2 separate regions of the Macaca mulatta genome follow, and region 2 is linked to region 1. A link is a contact called in public Hi-C data. All regions are on one chromosome and are shown on one strand. Each heading gives the region's core, a stretch centred on a gene start, on an enhancer-like site or on the middle of the called end of the contact. The rest is flanking DNA. Distances are from core to core; before and after follow the strand shown. Region 1 holds the start of SZT2 (SZT2 subunit of KICSTOR complex). Region 2 overlaps CFAP57 (cilia and flagella associated protein 57).

Region 1 (5,541 bases), core at 2,098-4,597:
GATTATTTCCCCTCTTGAACTGGTTAAACTCTTCTTACCACTATACATCAAAGTCCTGAGCCTTTAGCATGGCCTCAAGCTGCATCTTCTCCAGCCTTATCTCTCATCAATTCCCACTCAGTTAAATGCATGTATTCCAGTGTTACAGCACCTAGGATCAAATGCTTGTTCCGCTGATTATTAACTATATGGCTTTGGCAGAGACTTACACTCTCTGTGCCTTAGTTTCCTCATCTGTGAAACTGGGATAATAAAAGTGCTTATTTTCGGATAATTTTTGAGTATCAGATGATACTCAGGAAGCATTCAGTAAGTGCTAGCTATTCTCATTGTCATACTGCATCCACACTAGGAGTTGCTTCCTCTTAGTTCTCTGAAGGCTCCAATGGGCTCCTTCTCACCTGAAGATCTTCACTATTCCCTTTGCCTGCAACGCTCTCTGCCTCTTCTTTCAGACAACTTCTACCTATTCAGGCTTCAGTTTAAATGTCATTCTTCTGAGTCTTCCTGATTCACAACCACTTCTTAACAAGGTAGGTTGAGAACCACTGTTAAACACCCTAATTCACTCCTTTACAGCACTTATTATCCTAATTCAATCCTGTTTTCTCCATAAAGATAGGGACCATGTCTGTCTTACACTGCTGTGTATCCACCCTGATACTTAGCACAATTCTGACTCATACCAGCACTTGTAAAATATTTCAAGTGCATGATGAATGAATGATTTCCTAAATCTGACTATACCTAATCTTTCTCTCTTGGGATCCTAACAGCCTCTAAAAGTCAATCACTTTATCATAGGGCAGAACTCTTCAGTCTCTTTACCATGTGATAAAATTTTCAGAAATGCAAATCAGGAACTTAAAAAATGCTCAACTTAGGCCGGGCCCACCCCGCCTGTAATCGAGCACTTTGGGAGGCCAAGGTGGGAGGATGACGAGGTCAGGAGATCGAGACCATCCTGGCTAACACGGTGAAACCCCGTCTCTACCAAAAATACAAAAAATTAGCCGGGCATGGTGGTGGGCGCCTGTAGTCCCAGCTACTCGGGATGCTTAGGCAGGAGAATGATGTGAACCCGGGAGGCGGAGCTTGCAGTGAGCCAAGATGGCGCCACTGCACTACAGCTTGGGCAGCAGAGCAAGACTTCATCTCAAAAAAAAAAAAAAAAAGCTTACCTTTTGGCTGAGACTCCCAGGATTGTGTGTCTTGACTTGAAATTACTTTAGATCTGTACTGCTCTATATGGTAAAGACTACCATATGGGGCTACTGAGCACCTACAATGTTGCTAGACCAAAATGGATGTGCTATAAGTGTAAAATACAACACTAGATTTTAAAGACTTGGTACCAAAAAAATGTTAAATATCTCACAATATTTTGTATTTTATTACATTTTGAAAATGTTGGGAGTTTGGGTTAAATATATCTTTAAAATTTATTTCATTTATTTTTTTATGTGGTTATCAGAAAACCTAATATTACACACATGGCTTGCTTCAGATTTCTACAGGACGGTGTCGTTCTAGACTATCTGCCTAAAAGGTAGGTTGTATTTCCCCACAACATCCCTCCACGTCCTTTCACTTTCTAATGAAACATCCTCTAAACTGTTTCATAGTTTTTCTTGTATTAATATTTCTGATTGATCTTGACTGATATTTCTGATGCATGGGCTATTTTACCACCTCTGTGAACATGACTATTTTAAAAAAGGCATGGTTTCCCACCACCATATTCAACATTGGGTCTTATCACACCAAATCCCAGTGAACAGGAGATTTACCATTCTGTGGCTACTTTATTATTTATACTATGAACAATATGGTTAAGAACACAAGGACTGGAGCCTGGCCATCTGTTTTGGAGTCCTGATTATAATATTTAACAGCTGTGTAACTTTGTTACTTTTTTTTTTTTTTTTTTTTTTTTGAGACAGAGTTTCACTCTTGTTGCCCAGGCTGTAGTACAATGGCCTGATCTCAGCTCATCGCAACCTCTACCTTCCCGGTTCAAGCGATTCTTCTGCCTCAGCCTCTTGAGTAGCTGGGATTACAGGCCTGCGCCACCATGCCCAGCTAATTTTGTATTTTTGGTATAGACAGGCTGTCTCCATATTGGTCAGGCTGGTCTCGAACTCCTGACCTTAGGTGATCCGCCCCTTGGCCTCCCAAAGTGTTGGGATTACAGGTGTGAGCCACTGCGCCCAGCCTACTTTGTTACTCTTAATATCTCTGTGCCTCAGTTCCTAAACCAAAAAAAAGGAGATAACAGTGTCCACTTCATAGGGCTGACAGAATTGATACTGGTAAAGCGCTTAGAATGGTGCCAAGCATGCAGTATGTATGCAGTAATGAATACTATTTGTATCATTATACACATCTCTCACCCTTTCCACCTACTAATATACTGGCACCTTTCCTAGTGGTGGTGTTTTATCCAAATCTGAGATTTTAAGCTCAGATCTTCTAACTCCAAATTGCTACTTCCTGGATGAGTGGCATTTGAGTAAGGTACTAAATCTTTCTCATTTTTCAGTTTTCTCCTCTGTGAGAACGCCATCTTCCTTGCAGAAGTCTGAATGACACAATGTATATAAGGTTCCTTGCATGTTCCTTAGCATCTAATGAATATCTCATATCCCCTTTCTGGTTTATTACATGTGATCCTTACAACACACTGTAAGACCATTTTATAAAGAAGGAAACAGGATCGGGGAAGACTCGCTTGAGCTTGCACAGATTAGCTACATGACAGCGCCAATATTGGAGCGAGGTCTCAGTCCGACTCAAATGTTTTTTTCATGAAATTAAAGCTGCTTTTCTAAAAGCATGGGCCCTAGAACTAAATGAATTCATGCTGTTTACAGCATTCCAATGCCTAAAGAAATACAAAACCCGGCAAACTAAATCTACTGCCGTGTTGCCCATTGAAACTGCAACAGAAAGTCAAAATACAAATTTTGTTAATACCACTATCATTAGGTCAAAGAGTTGACGACGCGGATGACACGTCAGTAAACAAAACAAAGCAAAAAGAGTTACTCCTTTAGCTCCCCGAGGAAACTGCAGACCGCGTCCCATAGTCCGCAGGGGTACCATAGTCGGGCCTTCCGGGCTGGGCTGGTCCCTGCCGAGGCTACGCAGCCCGGCCACCCCCAGACCCAGAGGAGGCCAACGCCACGCCTGCCCGCCGGACCCTCCCCCTCGGATCTCAGGGCCCAGTGCTGCGTCCGCCCGCCCCTCACCTCCGGCTCGGGGCGCTCCGAGGCCATCACACAAGCCCTCCCGCGCCGGCCCGGGCCTGTGTGTTCCACTCTTGACCCCTGACCTGGCTACCTCGGCACCCGGAAGGAACAGGAAGTGGGTGGGAGGGCCGAGTTCCAGTTTTCTGATTGGTGGACGAAGCCTTCTCAGAGGCGTTTGCTGACAGGAAACCGGAAGTGGAAATCGTTGCAGTCGCCTCGGCCGCCGCAATGCAGGTGAGAGCCGCGTTGGGAGTGCTAGCGGCTGGCCAGCTTCGGCTACAGGGAGCCAGAGTGGGCTGGCTAAGGAGAATGAAGAGTTGGGACTGAGAAGAGAGGGCAGAACCCACGGCTGATAAGGGAACGTGGGTTGGGGGGCGAGGTTAATTGGAGAGGGAGCGGCGCAGATGAGAGGTGGGGGTGGAGCTCGCCTGACAGAAGGCGGTCGGGCTAAATCCGGAGGGAGGAGGCAGCACTGACTTGCTTGGCGTGGGAAAGGATTAGGTTGTAATACGGGGAGGCCGAGATGCAGTCCAAGGAAGACGGCTCAGGAGGTGGTGGGTTGGCTCAGGCCCTGTCCTAAGCTGCTGGATGGAGGCTGTTGGATGCCGATATAGCAGGGGATCTAATTGGAAAGAAGCCCAAGCAGTGAGGGAATTGTGGGCCGCGGTGTCCGAAAGCTAAGCAGCTTGTAATGTGAGGCCATGGTGGAACCCAGGATCAAGTTCCTGTCAGGCACCTTAGCAGGTTTGCAAGACAGTTTTGCATCACTCTTCCCAGCCTGTGCCCTATAGTTGTTAAGGGTGAAGAAATGGAATAAAACAGGATACCACCGATGGGAAGGAAATGCTTTGCAGACCCCCGGCATTTTAATTTGTTTGTTCAGTGCTTAGAAGCATGTGCGGTTTTGGTTTTCATTTGTCACTTAGTTTCCTGCAGCTGGTAGTCTCAAGAAATGTTATTGGGTTGACCGAGCTTGTGAAAGAGGCACGGGAATATTGACACAGAGATAGATGGGTGCATATTAATTCAGCGAGGAGAAGGTTGAAACATGAAATGATGAGAGCAGATGGAAAGCTGGAGTGGTTGGTGGGGGGAGGGAAAGAGGAGAGCAGGGCTGGTATTCAGAGAAGTCTTCATGAGTAGGCAGATTTCCCAGAGACTGACAAGAGAGCCAGGCTCACAAATGCTAGGATGGAGGAAGCTGGAGTGCATGTGCTACAGAGGTGCACATGAGATAATGATCTGGCATTAGGTTTGTCGAAAATGTCTCAATGAGGGAGTGTAGGGTGTACCTAATACAGAGAAAAACCAGGCATAGATTAGGAGCGGATGGGAAAAAGGAATCAGTTGGTGGAAGTACTTGGGTCAGGCAAACGGTTGAAAGGTCTCAGGGTTGATGCTGTCTATAACCCAAATACCACAGATAGGAAACAACCTGGTTATCCTATGCCAATGAGATCCTGTTACCTGACTGGTGTTTGCACACCATCTCCTTGGCTTTTCAGCCCTCCTTTCTATGTGTCATACTCGTTTATCTGGGTAACCAACCTGTTCCTATTGGTGCAGAGAGAGGAGAAGCAGCTTGAGGCATCATTAGATGCACTGCTGAGTCAAGTGGCTGATCTGAAGAACTCACTGGGAAGTTTCATTTGCAAGTTGGAGAACGAGTATGGCCGGCTGACCTGGTAAGGGTTGCCAGGGCAAGCTAGGGAGGGCTTATGGGTGGGGGGGCCTAGCCTTCTGATGAATAGGACACTTCTAATGATGTAACCATTTATCAGTTTACAAACATCTTTTGATTTGGAAAGAGCTGGGTTTCGTAACATTTAGCAAGTGGCTTCCATGGCAAGGAAGTAGAGAAATGCTCGGTTTCCTAACCCAAGTTCATTATAGCTTTCAATTCTTACCCTTTGACTTCTCTGGTGAGGAGGTCCTCCTATTACAGCTCTATTTGTGCTGGATCTCTTGCCACAAATATGGCTGAGTCCTTTAGATCCAACCTACTCTGAAGTGTGGATCCTATTTCCAGGCTGGAAAGAAGGATTTTACCGGGTTTCTGAAGTTTTAGTTATAACAGTATAGTCCTATTTTGCCACTGTTCCTCACCTCATTCAAACAATGAACTGGATTTTTTCTACATCTGTTTCATAAACTGAAACTATGTCCCTCTTTCATAACCCTGTCATCCTTGTTAGTTTCTTCCCACTTAGGCTAGTCATAGGGCTATGAGACTTTTGGGGATAAATCCGAGTGTTCCTAGCCTGAAGGAACTAGGACTATTTTACTAAGA
Region 2 (5,541 bases), core at 858-3,357, 150 kb after region 1:
CATGGAAGTGCCTAGAAAACCTCCTAGGTGAGCTCTCAGCCACAGTCACAGCCAAGATGAGCTCAGAGGAGAGGAGCCCAAATAAGACTTTAGGGGGAGCTACTGGGCCCCCAGACACCTGGGTTGCTCTGAAGACAGGTGGTCTCAGAGGGACCCTTGATGGCTTGGCCTCCCCAGGGGCCGAGGGGAGTGTGCAGGTACCTGCATGATGCGGACGTAGTCTGTGCGGTGCAGCTCGCCCTCCTTGACCACCTTCTTCTTGAGAGTGGCCAGGTTCCTCTCCAGATGCTCCCGCTGCCGGGCGTACTCCTGCTGCAGGTCTGTGTTCAGCCCTGCGATCTCCACCTGACGGGGCCCAGGAGGTTCTCAGTGAGGGAGACGAGACCCTGGAGGGCAGGGCTGGCAGGAGGGGAGGCTGAACTTACCATGTCTGCTCGCTGCACGTACTTCTCAAAGAGACCTCGAATCTTCTCCTTCAGCAGCCGCGGCTCCTGAATATAGGCTACGCAGTTGTGGAGGTCTGTTTTGAACCTTTTGACGAGCGCTTCCAAGTCTCGCTCCTGCAATCAGAGACATTTCCTTCTGGCACTGTAGGGTGCTCTCCAGGTGGAGGGGCGGGGGCTGCAGGCAGAGGTTAATGGCACAGCAAGGGAAAAGAGACGCCTCATCTGGGACTCACAGCTGACCACCAGGGGCCACACTGGGCACAGAGACTTAGATGGGCACAGAGCCAACAGGTGGAGGCACAAAAAGTCTTGTGCACCTGCCCTCGGCTGGGCACCTGGCCTGAGCAGCCTATATGGGGCTTCATCCTTAAGAGGCCACACAGATGGGCTTCTTTATTGGCTCTGATTTCCTTCAGGACCACAGGCCTTAAAAGATGAAAGGAAGCTCATGTGGTTACCCATATCCCTTTAGAGCCAACACAGATGGCATCATTTCTCTCCTGCAGATTCCTGGCCGGGGCTTCCACGTCCCCCGTATTAGCTCATCCAGTGCTTACCCTTCCCGATAGTCAGGAGCGCCGATGTAAGGGGTCAGGTTGGTTTATCTACACACTTGGGCTAGCGTCCCCTCTTCATCGTGCTTTTCCCTGTCTTCCCCAGCCCTGACCTGGAGAGAGTCTCTCCTTTCTCTTGCTGCCATCCATGGCCCTTTCTACATGTTCCACCGTTTTCCACCTCTCAATGTAACTATTATGCACATGCCACAAATTCCTGATCATCGTCTTCAGCTTGGAAAGAGCAGGATCTGTATCAGTTCACATTTATGGCTCTGCAGCTGCTAGTGTTACCTAGTGCAGAGTTAATTAATGCTTACTGCAGAGAATGGAAAGTTCCAATCTTTTTTTTTTTTTTTTTTAGACGGAGTCTCGCTCTGTCACCCAGGCTGGAGTGTAGTAGTGCAATCTTGGCTCACTGCAACCTCTGCCTCCCAGGTTCAAGCAATTCTCCCGCCTCAGTCTCCCAGTTAGCTAGGACTACAGGCACGTGCCACCATGCCTGGCTAATTTTTGTATTTTCAGTAGAGACGGGGTTTCACTATGTTGGCCAGGCTGGTCTTGAACTCTTGATCTTGTGATCCGCCTACCTCGGCCTCCCAAAGTGCTAGGATTATAGGCATGAACCACTGTGCCCGGACGGAAAGTTCCAATCTTATTCAACAAATGTTAAGGAGTGGCCTGTGCTAGGGAAGAGGGCACAACCGTGTCCAGGCCCATGTCCAGAAAACCTGGATTCCATTACTAGCTCTGTGTGTACTACCTAGCTGTGGGTGCTGGGTGAAGTTTCTTAATCTCCCAATTTTGGGGGCCTAATTTTTCTTATTTGTAACACAGAGAAATGGGAATCGATGATCTTTGAAGTTCCCCTGGCCTCTGCAATTTTTTGGTTGTCAAAGCCTTAAACCAGTGGCAACAAAATTGCCTCTCTGAGCATGTACTTTCCTCCGCCAAAGAAGCCAAATGCTACAAATATTCCTGCCACGCTGACTTGCCACCTCCTTGATCACTTACCCAAAGTGATTTTATAGTGTCAGATGAGTTCAGTGATGTAAATCTACATGGGCCTGAAAGCAGGCAGGGCTGGGAGCAAGTAAAGAATGTGAGTTAAAATGGGAAACATGTCCTCGCAGTGGGCTGGCTCTGTCTCTTGGAAGCCAGCTGCCCATTGCAGATAGGTGCCAGATCCTGAATCCAAGAACTGCCAGACTCTGAAACCCTCACACCTTCTGTCTCTCTCTGCGCATCTCCTGATCGGTGGCTCTCAGTTTCTGCCACAATTCTGTGATGTTCAGCTCCAGTTGAGTGTTCTGCTTATGGAAATTCTCCAGTTCGGCTTCCATCTGTAGAGAACAAGGGAAACGAGTCAAGAAGAAGAAAGTGAGATAATGAAAACTGTATTTGAGAATCGTAGTCTTTCAGTGGGGACGCCGCCCCTGATACCCGGGCATTTCTTTTCTCATCCCCTTCTGTGTCCTCTGGATCAAAACCTTTCTCTACTTGCTTTCCTAACAGCTCCCGGCCCCTGGACTGATATGCTAAACCAGCATCACGTGTTTCCACGGCCAGGCTGGGACGTTTTCCCTCTGAGTCACTTTCCCTTTCCTTCAACCATGCTGATTGTTTTATTTTCTTGAATTCTTTATAAAGTGGTGCCACCCAAATACTAGAACCTCAACTCTAACCTGAGGCAGGGCTCCCCAGAGAGGCGCCTTCCTCGCCTGCTTTGTGAAGTTGTATGAGCGAATCTCGACCCTCTGGGGCCACGGGTCATTTAAAGCAGAAAGTTTGCAGGGACCAACACGTGGGCACCACCCATCTAAGGCATAAAACAGGAAAGGAGAAGCTGAGAAGGAGCCTCAGCCTCATCATTCTGTTGAAAGGTCTTAAAAAGTACAACTGAGAAGTGTCCTGTCTTCACAGGAAAAATAAGAAACCACCAGTGAGCTTCTGAAATACATATTTTTTAGATGGAGTCTTGCTCTGTTGCCCAGGCTGGAGTGCAGTCGTGTGATCTCTATCTTGGCTCACTGCAACCTCCGCTTCCGGGTTCAAGCAATTCTCTAGCCTCAGCCTCCCAAGTAGCTGGGATTACAGGTAACTGCCACCATGACCAGCTTTTTTTTTTTTTTTTTTTTTTTTTTTTTTTTTGTATTTTTAGGAGAGACAGGGTTTTACCATGTTGCCCAGGCTGGTCTTGAACTCCTGACCTCAAGTGATCTGCCCACCTCGGCTTCTCAAATTGCTGGGATTACAGGCATGAGCCACTGTGCCTGGGCTGAAAGATTTTTTTAAAATTCACTGTTGCATTTATATTAACAAAAGTCATGGGAATGACAACTGGAGTGTCCAATTAGGATGAGACTAGCCGTGCGTGAGCTTTCATTGACCTAATTCCTAATGACTTATGGACTAAATCTGGTGGACACTAGTATTTCTGTTAAAAGAGAGGTTTGCTGACTGTTTTGGGAGAATGGGATAGTTCACTGGGTTTTTTCACGGCTGGGTAGAGTAGTCCCTCCCTCTCTAGTCTATCCCAGGCCTTTGATCAAATTTCAAGGCTCTTGGCAACCTTCTGGGGGGTACCAGGAGGCCCTAATGAACCACATCCATGTTCTAGACACAAAGGGGCAGCTTTTAGAAGAACGTTTTCCTCATTATTAGAAGCATTTTGTATAGACAGAATAGCCCTGTGACCCAAAGCCTGGCATAAAGGTGGCATGCAAATATTTGACGAATGAACGAATAATGGCAAGTGTGGTGGGCAAAGGAGAGCAATAGTGAGGGGCACGAGAAGAGCCTGAAACAACCTGCTTCTGGAAGAGGAATTATAAGATAAGAAGGCAGAATTGGCAGAGTTATGTAGAACCACCTTGTAGGGGACACCCATTGAGTGTGGGTATTTGCACAGCTAAAGAATGTGCCCATTAGAAAGGGCCGCCCAGCTTGTTGTAGACTTAGGGATCTAAAGCTGATTAAGAGGTAGTTTCTGCCTTCAAGAGGCCTCAGGTCTGCAGGGATAAGTAGTAAGTCAGAAATTCAGGTGGAGTAGGATAAACACTGCAGTCAAGGCAGAAAGCACTGTGTATACACAGAGGAGGTGAGCAGGCAGCGCCCAAAAAGATGGGATGTGTCCCCTGGATTTGGGAGGAAGAAAAAGTATTAGAGGACAAAGGGGGAAAGAATTCTAGGCAGAGAGAACAGCCTGCACAGAGAGGACCAGAGACATGGGCAGCCTGGCGCATCTCTGCAGGCTACAAGTGGCTCAGGGTGGCTGCAGGAGGGGGGATTTGAAGAAGGGGGAGAGGGGAGGGACAGGAGAGGCTGGCTGAGCTAGGTCATGCAGGACCCAAGGGCAGAGGCTCAAATGGTGAGAAGTTTGCCTTTACCCTGAAAGCTCAGAGAGCCGCTGAAGGCTTAGACCAGGATGGAATGATGTAATTTGCATCTTGGAGGGCCTGATGCAGAGGTTCTACTGAATAGAGCAAGATGGGGGCCAGGCAGACCAGTCGGGAGCTGCCAGTGTGGCTGAGGAGACAGATGAGAGCGTCCTAGGCCAAGGCAATGGCAGCTGGAAGAGAGAAAGGGGGCTTCTATCTGAGGGGCTCCCGAAGATCATGTCTGAGTGCCTCATTCTCTAAATCTCAGGCCAACAGTGACAGATGAGGTTAGCATGGAGGGTGTACAGGAGTATATTATTTACTTCTGTTCATTTTTTCCCCCAGGCAAAGACTCATACTACTCTGAGAATAAAAATAATCTGTTTATAGAAAAATTGGGAAATATGTCAAATTTGAGTAGCTGGCTGGACAGCCAGAAGCCTAGCCCGTTATGTGGAAACAAGCATCTTTCCCAGTGTGGAAATTCCATCTACTTTTCCATGTGTTTTTCATCGCACTCAGAGATTCTCAATGGGGCTCAGGCAGGAGATAGAAAGCATTTTGCCCCCCAGGGGACCTCTGGCAAGGTCTGAAGGCATTTTTTAGTTTTAACACCCTGGATAGGGGGTGCTTTTGGGATCTAGCAGGTAGAGACCAGAGATGCTGCTAAACATTCTATAATATACAGGACAGACCCTCCAAGACAGAGAATTACCTACCTCAAAATAGTAATAGTGCTGAGCTTGAAAAACCCTGCCCTAGATGAGTAAATAAATGAGTGTAAACTAAAACAACAAGCCTCAGGAAACCTCTCCCCTAGGCAGGGCAAAGGGACCCTTGAATCATCAGAGCCAAGTTGGAAAAAGAGTATGTGAGGGGAGGTACCTGAATCAGGAAGTGTTATAAGAGGTTGCAGCTCTACAAATGAGCCGAGGGCTTGAGGCTTCCTTCCTGGGAGAAAAGGACCTTTACAAGAGATCCACAGTGCATGAACCAAAGACGTCTATGACCCCCAGAGGGAAGCCCCAAGGTCAGAGGCTCCTGGAAGCACCCAGGCCCAGATATCAGCCCTGATAGCGACTGGCACCAGCAAAAGGAAGTAGGAGGCATCCTGCTGGAATCACTCCCAAAGTGCGAGTGTATTCCCTGCTGAGCATTAAG

The links. A called contact is a pair of places that touch in the nucleus more often than the background predicts.
Region 2: a Hi-C map of fetal cortical plate shows a contact between it and region 1, with 2.6 times the contacts expected there. The contact joins the enhancer-like site here to the promoter of SZT2 in region 1. A contact is called at or near these places in 5 of 14 Hi-C or Micro-C datasets (CD4 T cells, cortical neurons, fetal cortex germinal zone and 2 more).

Annotation. Positions count from the first base shown.
Region 1 is chr1:197,277,646-197,283,186 of T2T-MMU8v2.0, forward strand. SZT2 (SZT2 subunit of KICSTOR complex) reads right to left here and starts at 3,348. Exons shown (of 71, transcript XM_077960174.1): 1 at 3,252-3,348. The coding sequence starts at 3,278. MED8 (mediator complex subunit 8) reads left to right here. Exons shown (of 9, transcript XM_077960591.1): 2 at 3,465-3,485; 3 at 4,818-4,936. The coding sequence starts at 3,480.
Region 2 is chr1:197,430,669-197,436,209 of T2T-MMU8v2.0, forward strand. CFAP57 (cilia and flagella associated protein 57) reads right to left here. Exons shown (of 23, transcript XM_028834875.2): 18 at 2,686-2,776; 19 at 2,227-2,343; 20 at 426-560; 21 at 202-345. The region is part of intron 3 of LOC106998150 (a long non-coding RNA gene); the gene reads left to right. Among named protein-coding and RNA genes, the nearest start is that of TMEM125, 39 kb to the left of the region's middle. Within about 2 kb of position 2,108, at least 9 of the 40 cell types and tissues checked have an H3K27ac peak or open chromatin away from gene starts, as enhancers often do. A contact at or near this core is called in cortical neurons and fetal cortical plate, where this site is marked.